2 separate regions of the Gossypium hirsutum genome follow, and region 1 is linked to region 2. Evidence: chromatin contacts called from public Hi-C data. All regions are on one chromosome and are shown on one strand. The core of a region is the stretch at or near the end of the contact, and the rest is flanking DNA. Distances in the headings are between cores, read along the strand shown.

Region 1 (6,767 bases), core at 3,718-6,217, 270 kb after region 2:
AATTACATCAAATCTCCTCCATTATATCCAAACTATTCTACCTATTGTAAAAGCAGTTGCTTCATAGAAGTTATTTCAGACCCTATATTATTAGATGAACTTGCTGCACATCGGTTCAGAGATAAAAAGAGGCCTTCGGTTGCATTAGTTACAGTGTGGGGCATTGACAATAGTGGCTCATTCATCAATAAAAACTAAAGGAAAACTGAAACAATTCAAACTCAATTCCAGGAACAAGTTCATGAAGCAATATTTAGTAGGAGGTTCTTAGAGCTTCAAAATCCATAGATAAGCTAATTTATGGTCCAAAAACCTCAACAAAATATAAAACAAGACCTTCACAAGTAAAACAAACTATATTAAGTTTGCCTTGCTATCTCTAGACATTGAAGCTTCTATGAAAGCAGTTTTTTTAATCGATACCTCTAAGCTTGAGCACCAAGTTCAAGGAGCAGTGTGTGGTTAACTGCATTAGAAGCTCGCCCAACAAATTGAATAGGACCTGATATCAAAATACAACAACGACAAAATTAAAGACAACTGGATTTAAAAAATACCGCATCCAATGACACAGAAAAAGAATGTGACATGTACAAAATTAGACACCAACCAGGACTAATGTAGCAGTTTTTACTGGCCCACTCCTCCCGCAAGGAAGCAAATTTCTTGAATGGTGCACCTGCATAATCATCACAACAAATAAATCATGGCATCATGATCTAGAATAGCATTTAATACACAAAATTTGCAAAACAACAAATGTGCTGAATCATACCATCCAATTCTACCATTGCCTTCTTGATAACAGGCTTGAATTTACCTGCAAAACATTTCAAAGTTAATGAAGTACTAGAATTACTGACAAGAAATGTAAAGAAAGAAACATGCATACGAGAAGGTGAAGATAATTTCATTACTATAATGTGGTTGATGTTTTTGTTCTAAATTACATTTTACACATTCAAAGCAGCCATGCAGATGCCACTAAATACATGATGAGGAAGTCAAGTGCACTCAAAGAGTTTCTTCACCAGCATAAAATAACAAAGGAAATAAGAAATGGAAGTTCTATAAGACAAAGTCAATTGATGTGATAGGCTGAAGAGTTAACAATACCATGCCTCCTCTCCACATCCATCATTGATGTAAGGGCAGTCCCTCCAACAGTCCATTCTTCAACTGGGGCACACAAATTTCCTACCTGTGGACATTACAATATGAAAAAACAAAACAATTAGTGCATTAAATTTAAAAGGGCAATTGAATATCAATATAACCCAAAAGGAAAAGGATAGGAAGGTGCAAGAAGACAGAAAAAGGGATCAAAACAAACTGATGATATCAATCCGGTTTTTCCACTGTGGAGGAGAGCACCAGCACCATAGCCCAAAGCATAGCAGTATGATGCATCAAAGTTAGTAGGCAAACCACACCTACCTTCATATCTGCAAATTATAAATCAGATAAGGAAAGATGTCACCAACATGAAACAAGTAATTGATTCCACAAGAATACACTTTATTGGTCTAGTCACTCAGCACTAAGGCTTAAACCTACAAAAAAACGACATTTCTTAACATGATTAGTACCCGAAGAAGTGTGACTGTCCTTTAAAATTGGCTTTATAAGAACCTTCCTGCTTCCTCTTTTCCAATTCGGTTTCAACCATTTGAATGAGCATTTTCTCTGTTTCTATTTTGGCAACCTAATAGCATATATAACAGAAATAAACATTGTGAATTTGGAAGCCACAAAAAACTACAGCAACAAAGACAAGCAGAGGAACATCCTTGCAAAGTAAATACCTGAACATTTCCATGGGGATCCCTTTCAAGCATCAATTGTTCTTGAATTGCTTGAGGTAAGAACTCAAAAAGCTTCAGAGATTGATCGGTAAGTTTCTTTTTCCATAGGCCATTTTCATCAACAACATCATGTGCCAGAATTTCATTAAGTTCAGCAATAAGCTGCTGGACCTGGAAGTACACAAAAGCATACATCTCAGTCAAGTAGTACACACAGATGTTTGTGAATAGCAAAGCAATAGATTTCCTAACTACAAAACCTTTGTGAGAACAATCTATTCAATCTGACAAAAGAGACCAGCTGATGACCAACAGTACCTCAGGAATGAAGTCAATAAGACCTTCAGGAATGAGAATAACTCCATAGTTATAACCAAGTTCAGCACGTTTGCAAATGACATCAACCATGTAGTCTGTTACGTTTTTAAGGGTCAGCTTCTTGGCAGCAACCTGCAACATGTAATCTGAATACCTTTGAATCTGTACAGAAAGCTTTTATAAAGCATCTACAGAGCCTGTTACTTTGGTGTTGTGCTGATGTTGGATATATGCCGATATTTTTTTCAAGTTTTCATATATTTTTGAAGAATTACCCTCGTACCCATATCCAAATATGTATTGGCTACATGTACTTAAGAAAAATGAAGAGTTGGAAAGCAACATAGCCCGTATAAACTATTACCAACCATTTTATCTTCAAGTAATCATTAGAAAACCTAAAACTTAACACACAAATAAAGAGCATACTTGATAATATACAAAAAGAATGTCCTAAAACAATCAAAACATAAACCTTCTTCAAACTTATTGCTTACAAGTACCAAAAACTGTCAGATACATAAGAATGGTTTATAGAATATCTCTTCTCCAATAAGAGTGGTCTAGGATGAATGATCTATAAAATACCTCTTCTCCAATAATAGTAATGTTAGGATGAGTCTGCAAAGCACACTCCAAAGTAATGTGTGAAGCTGCACGTCCCATGAGCCGTACAACTACAGAGACAGATGAATTGAACATTGTTACCAACATAAATAACAACAGTAGAGCAAGGGGCAGAGAGGTCATTTCAATCCTAATCTAATTTGAAAGGTAAACAGACACGTGTTTTAGTGGTATAAATGAACACTGATTAAAAAAGTAGTCAATCATTCATGAACATAGGTATGAACCCTTTCAAAAGGTTCATGAAATTTGAAAGCTTTAAGCACTCACAATGATAATATTTTCCAGTTGATCGTGCATCTATCATGACATTCCCAATCATTTCAGCATATATCTATAAGAAGATAAGCAAACATGAGTATATATCTAACGCAGTGGCATATACAACAAAAGGGTGTATAATAAATACTTGCACAAATGTTAAAATAAAGACCTATAAAATGTGAACGCAGAAGCCTTACTTTGCAAGCAGTATCAAACCCAAAACTTGTAGGAACCTCTTTGCATTTCAAATCACCATCGATGGTTTTTGGGCATCCAATCACTCGAGTTTTCAGATTTTTACTCCTAATTGGCAAATTGAAGAAGCAAGTAAAGTAATATGGTATACATACTTTCCATCAGCAACAATATATATCAACAATACAAAATTTCTCTGACTGTACCTGAAGTTTTCAGCAAGAAGGCAAGCATTTGTGTTTGAGTCATCCCCACCAATAACAACAAGCCCATCCAGATCAAGCTTTGCTGCTGTTTCTTCAGCTTGCTTGAACTGAAAATCGTACCAACTTTATTCAGCAATTATTAGTTGATAAAAACTCAATAAGTAGAATGAAATACAGATGTAACCTTACCTGCTCAGGAGTTTCAATCTTGTCTCTCCCACTACAGATCATATCAAAGCCACCCTGGTTAGAATAAGTAAACACAATTGTTAGGATCTTTGCTTTACCGGTCAGTGCATATGTTGTAATGTATAGACGCAAAGTTAAAATTAATAATAATATGCATAGTTAACAGACAACAAAACCTTACTAATATGGAAATAACACAGCCTATAATGCAGGTGGCATGAAACACTGCCATGCTTCTCTTTCACACTGTTTAAATTGTTCTTACCAACAAGAGGAACATTAAGCAGAAGCTACTTTATCATATACTCGCACCAACTTTTCACATGATAATAATGTAGAAATTTCAAAATCATCAAAATTCCCAAAAGCCATAGTTACTACCAAACACTATTAATATTTAAGCACGCGCTGCTAAAATTCAAAAAGGATCTTAAGGCTTCATTTGGTTACTATTTTCTTTTGCTTCCTGACACTAACATTTCTGTAAATACTAGCAAATAATACCTGATTTCTGTAAGGGTAAATATAATCTGCAGTCAATTCTACGTATTTTCCCTTCATGATCCCAGCAGGACCACCCTTAAAACCATACAAAGTGCTACCTGGAGCACGCTCCTGCAAGTAATCTTTCATTCCAAAGGGAAAAAATTTTATTTCCATTAGCACAAGTATCGTAATTCTAAAGTAACATGCAATGTTATTTAAACGATGTAATTGAGAAAAAAAAGACTAACCGAAAATTCCGCAAATCACATTGTGACCTCCAGGTGCCTGCCCTCCAGACAAAACGACGCCGATCTTTAGCTTCTGATCAGATCCAATATTGTCTACTCCGTTCGGCACCAGCATAGACGAGGGTTGCCCGAACATATTCGGAAACAGCTTTGCGATCTCATCTGCCAAGAAACAAATCTGCCAGTTCAGTGAACTGAGCTATATACTATTGTTTTACTTGCATGATTATGCAGATAAATTACAAAAAGAAAAAAAGAAACTAGATCGAAAATGAAAAAGATGAATAAAGAAGTGAAGAGAGAAGAACCAGGGTTGCCGGCGGCGGAACTAGCGGGACCATCGACAATTTTGAAGGGGCTTCTGAGAACAGAAGGTACAGGAAGAGCGTGGTCGATACGACTCGTTTGGACCTCGCTGTAAACGGAGGCGAGACGTCCTGCGAACGGAGTCGTTTTAACGGCGGCCACACCGCCGTTAGTTACAAAAGAGGGAGCCATCTCTTTTTTACTTAGTAAATTTTTTTTGGTGGTTATACCTAACTCAGTCCTATCAGTTGCGAGTCGACTAGTGAGTAGTGATTCAAGCGTGGCGTGGATCTATCAGATTTGTCCTGAGTCGCTTTTAAGTCAAAAAAGAAGGGTAGTAGTGTCATTTCAGGTTACATATTTGGGCTCTTGGGAGACTCCGCCCCTGAAAAGGTATCTGTTTGCCCATTGAAATCGGTGGTATTTTAGGAATTTACCAGCGAAACGACAAAGAATCAAATACTTTCAGGATCCAGTAACGGATGAAATCATAGCAGAAAGGAGGCAGAGGCACGATAAACATGAGTAATACGATGACCCATATGTTAAATAATTTAAGTAATATATAATAAATTAAATATGTGAAAATTTAATTAAACCATCCTCAAATTTTCCAATTTTCTGCCTGCATTCAAATATTTAAATCTATTTTTTACTGAGCAAAGTCAATTTGATTATTCATTAATAAATAATGAATATTTAATTATTAATATATGCAATGTGAATAGTAATTAAAATATCTAAAATAAATATGATATTTGCAAATATTGAATATCCGTTACCTATTATCATCTCTAATCAAAACACGAAAAATATTAAAACTCATTACAGAAAAAAGTTTATATACGAGAGAGAACCACCCATTTGTTTTACATACTTTTGTAATTATTTATATGATTAATATTTTAACGATTCAATTCTGATATTTCATGGTCTATTTATATAGATTATACATGTCAAATTTGATGTATTTGCTTTATGTAAAACAAATTCAATCGTTGAATGTATATTAATATATAGAGCATTTTAGATCGATATGATAAAAATATCGGGTCAATTCAAAAAATTTACATACATGATAAATATAATTATATTAATAAATCATTAAAATATTAATCCTATAAATAATTATAGAAATATATAAAATTATTTTAATTTTTACACCCTCTAAGTTAATTATAGTAAAAAGAATCTTTAAAAATATACCATGAAGATATGAATACTAGAACTATGATATGGAGATGGAGTGTAGCCTCGAATAACCTAACTTTTTTGGTTAGGTGGGAAATGGGAAAGCATATTCTCATATTCCTTTTTCAATTTTTTTTTTTTTTGTGTGTGTGTTTTGTTTTGCTTCAAATTTTCTCATATTTCATTATACAAGTGTTTGCTTGTTCATAAATATTCACTGGAATCATCCTAAAATATCTACAAATACGAAATGGAGTCCGGCCCAACAGATTGGGTCTTACCTGTAATTGTTGAGTTCGGTATTGGGTTAGGAGGGTGTGATCTAAAACCAAAAGAAAGTGCAAATTGGAGTCCCCAAACCCCACTGCTATGCCCATCTCCACCTAAAAGGATGTGGCTTTTTCTGCTTAAGGTGTCTGCTATCCCCATTTAACCATAAAATATGATTAGCAAAGCAATCTCAGTGCACGCAAGATCGAATGATTTACTAAATCAAACCTAAATGATAGTATTTTTAGTGACAAATTGGAACCAGAAATGTCCCCAAGTGCTCAAATCTGAAAAGTTTTACGTATAGGGCGTAGGGCTACACCCTCTAACTCAAAGAATAACATATTGCTCCACCTTTCTGTCATTACCAGGTGCTTTCATCTTCTACACACTTGCAAGATTTTTGTTTTTCGCAAAAAGCCCTCACACTTTTTTTAAAAAAGTAATTGAGTTTTTGTTTTTTTTACTCATTTGGGTACTTAAACTTTCAAAATGTATTAAAAAAGGCCTTCAAACCTTTTCCAGAAAAACAATTAAGCCCCTACTTATTTTTTACTTAATTGGGTACTTGAACTTTCAAAATGTATTAAAAAGACTCTTAAACTTTTTCAAAAAGTACAATTAAGACCCTGCTTTTATTAAAAATTATAAAAATTTAAATC
Region 2 (6,743 bases), core at 2,431-4,930:
ATATTTTAAGGGTGTAATAATTTAGAAACTAAGGAAAATGGATGAATTAGGACTAAATTGAAAAGGTGAAGAATTTTGAGAGACTAAATTGCAATTTTATCAAATTAAGTGATGACTCAAGGATGGAATTTCAAAAGATTATGAAGGGCAAAATAGTCAATTAGAAGGAGAGAGAATTCTAGAAGGTAATGATGATGTTGGTGATATTTTAATTAATTAATTAGATAAATGTTATTTAATTATTATTTTATTAAGATTTTAGTATTATTTTATTAATAAATGATTAATATAAAGGAAAAAGATGATGAGAAATTATCTCTTCTCCATGAAACTAACGTGAGAAGAGAGGAAAAAAAAAGTTTTTCTTCTTTACAATTTGGTTCTCCCATAAAAATTCACCATTTTCACTTAGAAATCAAAGAAATTTTCATAGCCACCAAGAGAGAAAATTGATAAGGAGACTAGGGGGAGCTAGAATATCAAGTTAGATTCAAGAAATAGAAGCTGGAGGAGGGAGAAAATCAAGTTAAAGATTGAAATCAATGGCATAAGGTAAGAACATCAAGATTTTTATATACTTTTGAGTTTGATATTATTGAAAAAGTAGGAAATTAATGTTAAGGTAGAGTTTCATTATATAAGGTTCTATATTCTTGTTATGCTAAAAAAAGGAAAATAAGAGAAAGTGATGGAAAATGTTGAAGAGAAAGGAAAGGAAAGTGTTATAAATTTAGTTATCAACATTTTACACTAAAACAGTTTCGAGACAGCAGCAGTAGTCTGACTTTGAAAATCTACCAAAAATCGTATAAATTTAATTAGAGGATGAAAAAAATATTAAATTAAATCTTATTGGGTCTAGTTTCTCATAGAAGAAACGGTGTAAGCAATGGAATTGTAAATTATGAGATATAGTAGGTTTTGTGAGATAAGGTCAGAATGATTTCGGGTTCCCCTGTACTGACTTTGGAAAATCATAAAAAATTAGATAAAAATAATTAGAGGCTTAAATTTATATGTTTAAATCCTTAATGAGTCTATTTTCAATAGAAACAAACGGAAACATCATTAGAATTCTGTACGATGAGATAATTAATTTTTAGTGAAGAAGGGTCGGAACTGTTAGACAGCAGAATAGTGATGACTTTAAAGAATAAACTGTACTTATTGGATAAACCAAAAATTCTGAAAATTTTATGGTAAGAACATATGTGAGTCTAGTTTCAGATAAAATTCACAGATCTTAATTTGGAGTTCTGTATCTCAAGATATAAATAATTTAGTGACTACGACTCAAGTGGACAACTTTGAATGAATATATATAAGTAAATGGTGAAATTATAGATAATGTTACCTATAAGCATGTTATATACATTAAGGATGTGGAATAGAGAGGAGGAGGGGGAAAATATATGATTATTTAACTAGCATGAGTTTTCATTAAAAATGACCAATTTACATGTTTTAGGTTCATGGACTAAATTGAACAAATGTGAAACTTTAAGAGTAAATTTGTAAAAACGTCAAAAAGTGACCAAATTGCATGAAATGGATTGGTTATTTATCTAAATTACAAAATTGAATGAAATTTAGAACAATATTGGGTGGAAATTTGAGAAAAATAGAAAATTTCCAAAATATCCCTAAATTTTGGTATTTCTGCAATTTAGTCTAGTGAGCTCGTATGAGCTATATTCTATATAATTTTAATTGAAGTGAATGCTATTTGGTAATGAATATTATATATATGTGTGTTTTATTATTGGTAATATGTATAATTATTTGATGCATTTAAATGATTATCGGAAGCTCAATTGAGTTGGAAGCTTGTTGGAGATATATCACAGTATCCATTTGTTCTATCGGTAATTTTGGATGATTTGATTCTTGTTATAATGGTGTGTATAAGTTAAATTGGTTATGAATATGAATGTTAGATAAAAATGGAATGTCTGAAAATTAATTAGTAAACTCCGGTAATGCCTCATACCCTATTTCGGTGTCGAATACGGGTAAGGGGTGTTACAGCTACCTCTGCATTATATGCCTGTTTAGGACATATTAAACACATGCACTAACTGATTGGTGGGGATCTAGTAATCGCTAAAGCAAAGCAGAGCAAAGCAACAGAGACACAAAGCAGAGCAAATCAGTAAAGCAAAAGCGGCATAACAGAAAAAAGGAACACTAATTCTGAAAGAATTACAACACAAGTTCGGACATGACAACACAAGTTCAGCAACAGAAAGTTATTAGGAAGGAACCATGATTCGTTGTATCATTATTTAAAGAAACAATCATCCTTTACCATTACAATTAGAGAATCATATGCCTTCTCCAGAATGCAAACTTTGAATGGGAAGGGGGGGAAGAGAGCCTAGAAGCGCAATCAATAACAGTTTAAATCTACACTCCAATCTAGAATCTAAACCAGATGGCATCAGTTTCTCAAGAGGCATCTCATAATGATGCTGCCAAAAAAAACACACTAATAATAATAAAGAACAAAGATGCAATAAAGGTTAAGCAAAATATTAGGCTAGAAATCTTGGTGAGGGAATTCAAGAGACTAAGCTAATGAAGACTTATTTTTCCATCAGAGAAGAAAAATGTAAGATGTGTGATTCTACTACATATTATCCCAGAAAAAGAATACTTCCTCTTCAATTGATTTTCAGATAATACTAAAATACGGAGCCAAAACACCACAAAATTGCAATAAAAACAAAACCCACTAGCTACCTGTTATTTGAAATAGAATTGATGTGATAATCATGAGCATGGCCGTATACTCGTCGACATCTAGCCACTAGGTTGGTCTCCTGACTTGTTACCTAGATATAGTGAAGATTAAAAGTTAGTGCAGAGTGATCAAGATGCATTTAGACAACAAAAGAAATGTTCATGATTACTCAAAAACAAAATCCTAACACTCTCCTCCTGCCAGAGAAAGAGAGAGGATGGTCTCCTGAATGTGGGTTTTGAATGGGAGAAGAAAATCCTCCAAAGAGAAGCACCAGTGGTGGAGAAGAGGAGAAAATATACAGAAGAAATAATGATAAAAATCAATCCCATAATAAAGACAAACAAAAATATACAGAGAAGAAAAAGATAAACTTACCGGTGGTGGAGAAGAGGAACAAAGAACCAGAGACTTCTTCAGTGGAGAAGAGGAACAAAGAATTGGCAGAGGAACAAAGAAACAACAATGAAAAGAGATGGAAGCAAACTGCATTTTGGATGAAAACAAATAACCAGCGTTGTTTGTGTGTTGTGTGGCTAAAAAAGTAAAAGACCAGCCCAAAAGCACTTATTGGCTGAAAAAGCTAAAAAAATCTCCTTTTTCATCTGCCCAAAAGTACTTCAAAAACACTGGAAATTTGCAAGAGATGAAGTTCGTTCTTTATTGCTTTTTAGAGAAAAGTGCTTTTACATGTAAAAGCCTATCTCAGATGCAATAAAGAACGAAGCCTTAATCGGCAAAATCATAATTGAGCGAGATGAGAGTGGTGAAGCCCATTCCGACCAATGTGATAGACTAAAGATTTTAATACATATTTCTACTCTATCTATAATTCAGTGCACACTAATTTTATTAGTATTATAAATAATCACTTTGCTTTTGTTTTTCTCAAAATTATGCAACTTTTGTTAGGTTAATGATTCATTCATTTTGTTTGGAAAACAAAATCTAAATAGCTGGAGGTTGCTTTTAATCATCACCACCCGCTATAAAGTTATTCAAAAGTCAAAAAGAAAAAGACAATAAAGGGTAAGTTTGATTGATTGGGAGATTTTAGTCCTTTTCAGATATTCCGACGAAATCAACTGGGCCGGCAGGCAGGCAGGCTCTGGTATGGTCCTTGTTGCCCTTCCCCACACACTATTCACATAGCTGGTTTCAATATCAAAACCACTCCCAATATGCCTCCTTTTGTTTTGTTTTTCATGATTTTCGTATCTTTTTTTAAGAAGGTAATGTCGATCATGTCTCGCTCAGTTGAAAATGTGTAATTTTGAAAATCATGATCATTGTTATGGATATTGACACACTCTCAATTTAATTTTTTTAATACAACAAATACATTATATATTAAAGTAGAATGATAATATACATAAGTCCAAAGAATTTAGGGTTTATTGTATTATATTTACATCAATGAAATATTATAAAAGAAAAAGTGGATTCAGATTTTACCTCCTAAATACAATTATGACTTTTACATTAAATCTTGAAATATAAGTATTTACGTCGTTTTTGTTACATGGCCAAATGAATTAAAGCCAATAACATATTGCATGTTGGTTTGGTTTTGACCATGAAATTTGATAAAATGCGAATTATATGCTCGCAAAGGGCCTCAATGTTCATTCGAACCAAAAATCTTGGTCCCTTCATTATACCAAAATGTAAAAAAATTAATTAAATTCTTGTATTAAATTCATATCTAATTAATTTTTTTATTGATAATTAAAATAAATAATTAAGTTCTTCAATTAACGGTTTTCATCATTGATCGCATTGACCGTTAAAATAAATTGACGGATCAATCAGATGGTGGTACATGTGACAGCTTCTGATTTAATCTAATTTTTTTTCATCAAAATAATTAAAAAATCTTAAAATTATAAAAAAAACTATTAAATATTAAAAATATGAAAATTGATATCAACTTATAAAAAATATAAATACTATAAAAAATATTAAAAATATAATAATTTATAATTTTTCATAAAATTAATAAAACATATTTAGAATTTTATAAAAACATATTAAATTCTATAAAAATCATAAAAGTATTACAATTAAAATAAACTTATAAAAAATTCATAAATACTTGAACTTGATCGAATTAGTTGATTGGATCAATTAAACCGAAATCGACAAGGGAACTGGTTTGGAGAAAACCATTAGATAAGTTGACCTAGAATGGTTGAGTCGATTTTTTTAAATAATTTTTTATTTTTAATGTTTTATTTAATTGAACTAGACGGATAAGTCGAACTAGTAAACTGATAGTCTGATCGGTTCGACTACTTGTCCAGTTTTGAAAATCTCGGTTTGAATATTTCATTATGACATATGCTAATAGTTAGATAATTGAATTTTGGTTTGATAAGAATATTAAAAAAATAAAAAAATCGGTTCAACTGCCCGGTTCTCAGGTCACCCGGTCTAATGACTTTCCCAGGACTAGTACCCTTGTTGATTTTGGGCTAATCAATCCTGTTAAAGTTTTTATAAATTTGTATAAATTTTTTTTATAAATTTATATCCATTTTAATATTTTAAATATATTTTTTATATTTTTTACAATTTCTTATTATTTTTTAAGAAATCTAGTATGTTTTATTAATTTTATAGTTTTTTTTATAATTTTAATAAGATTATATCAATCTTAATATTTTTATTTTCTAATTTCTTATGAGAAAATATTAGATTAAATCAAAAGCTGTCATGTGTTATTATTTGATTGATGTGTCAATTTATTTTAATGATCAACGTGGTTAATTGTATTTTATTTTAATTTCATTTTTTCTTTAAAATTTTTATCCTTTTAAATGGAAAATTGTATTTTTACCCGCAAAATTAATATTTCAATTTAAATCATTTCAGTATTATATTTAACTTAAAATATAAATTTATCTTAAATTTCAACATAAGGTATATTACTTCACCTCTTGTTGCAGTGAGAAACAAATATTTCCATACAGTGATTGGGAAACGAATTTAGATAATATACTGACTAAATTAAAATTTTAGTTTACCAGCAAAGGGGAAAAAGAAGAGCCGAGGATCTCTCATCTCTCTCAGTTTAGCTAATTCCAAATTCCAACACAGTGAAACGTGAAAGCGAAAGGGCAAGAACAATACAATGAAGAGAAAAGAAAGAGGATCGAAACTCGAATGTGACAGTGAGAGGAACCTGAGCAAACAAGTGCTAAATTGTCAATACCTTGCTTCCATACCATGTCTCAACCAAACCCCTTTTCCCTGTTTTTTCTATTCTACTTTACAACTCTTGTTTTTTCTTACAACATTTTCACTACCGACTCTCTCTCTTTTCTTTTTTTTTTCAAATTTGACCGACACCCACAACGCGAAACACTCTTCACATGTAATAAACACACACACACACACACACACACACACACACACGCACACACGCAGACACTCTCTCTTCATTTACTACCCAATACCATCCCCCTCAAGCTTCGGATCTCTCTTTTCTTTCTTTTTCTTTAATGGCGATGTCTCCCAACTATTTCTTCTTCCCGTTTTCTTCTCTTTCTTCTTCCTTGTATTTCTTCTTCAGCTTCTTTTGAATGTCCATGGTTCTTTATCATGTGCTCCACCTCAACTGATCCTCACCTCTATACAGCTTCCAATATCAACTGCAACAACAATTACTACAAGACTAAAACAACAACCCCAAAAATTATAAACAAAAGAAGCTAGCAATGGGTTACAGTAACAGACCCTTTTCTCTTTCCATGTCTCGTTTGCTGCTCAATGAGTTAGTCGTACTCGGTTTGATCTTTGCTTCCACTCCAGCTCAATGTGTCACTGATTCTTCCGATGGTATTTCTCGTTTCTCATTCTGATTCTTTTCTGGGTTTTTTTTTAATTGTTTAAGGCATTGGTGATTTGGTTATCTGATTAGCTTGGCAAGTCTATATATATATTTGACTTTTTTGGCTTAGATGTAAATGTGATTAGTAAAGATATGAACTTTGACCTT

The links. A called contact is a pair of places that touch in the nucleus more often than the background predicts.
Region 1: a contact with region 2 is called in a Hi-C map of leaf, with 2.1 times the contacts expected there. The contact joins the promoter of LOC107910055 here to the promoter of LOC107910046 in region 2. A contact is called at or near these places in 4 of 34 Hi-C or Micro-C datasets (callus, leaf and seedling).

What each region holds. Positions count from the first base shown.
Region 1 is chrD06:57,541,955-57,548,721 of Gossypium_hirsutum_v2.1, forward strand. It overlaps LOC107910055 (pyrophosphate--fructose 6-phosphate 1-phosphotransferase subunit beta), which reads right to left and starts at 4,968. Exons shown (of 16, transcript XM_016837799.2): 1 at 4,647-4,968; 2 at 4,339-4,500; 3 at 4,109-4,230; 4 at 3,605-3,658; 5 at 3,416-3,522; 6 at 3,212-3,317; 7 at 3,021-3,084; 8 at 2,712-2,800; 9 at 2,124-2,255; 10 at 1,806-1,976; 11 at 1,590-1,705; 12 at 1,334-1,445; 13 at 1,117-1,201; 14 at 776-820; 2 more. The coding sequence starts at 4,836. The coding sequence ends at 426.
Region 2 is chrD06:57,278,226-57,284,968 of Gossypium_hirsutum_v2.1, forward strand. LOC107910046 (serine/threonine protein phosphatase 2A 55 kDa regulatory subunit B alpha isoform) reads right to left here and starts at 3,681. Exons shown (of 3, transcript XR_001687448.2): 1 at 3,122-3,681; 2 at 2,743-2,834. It overlaps LOC107910048 (protein STRUBBELIG-RECEPTOR FAMILY 8), which reads left to right and starts at 6,098. Exons shown (of 16, transcript XM_016837788.2): 1 at 6,098-6,583. The coding sequence starts at 6,463.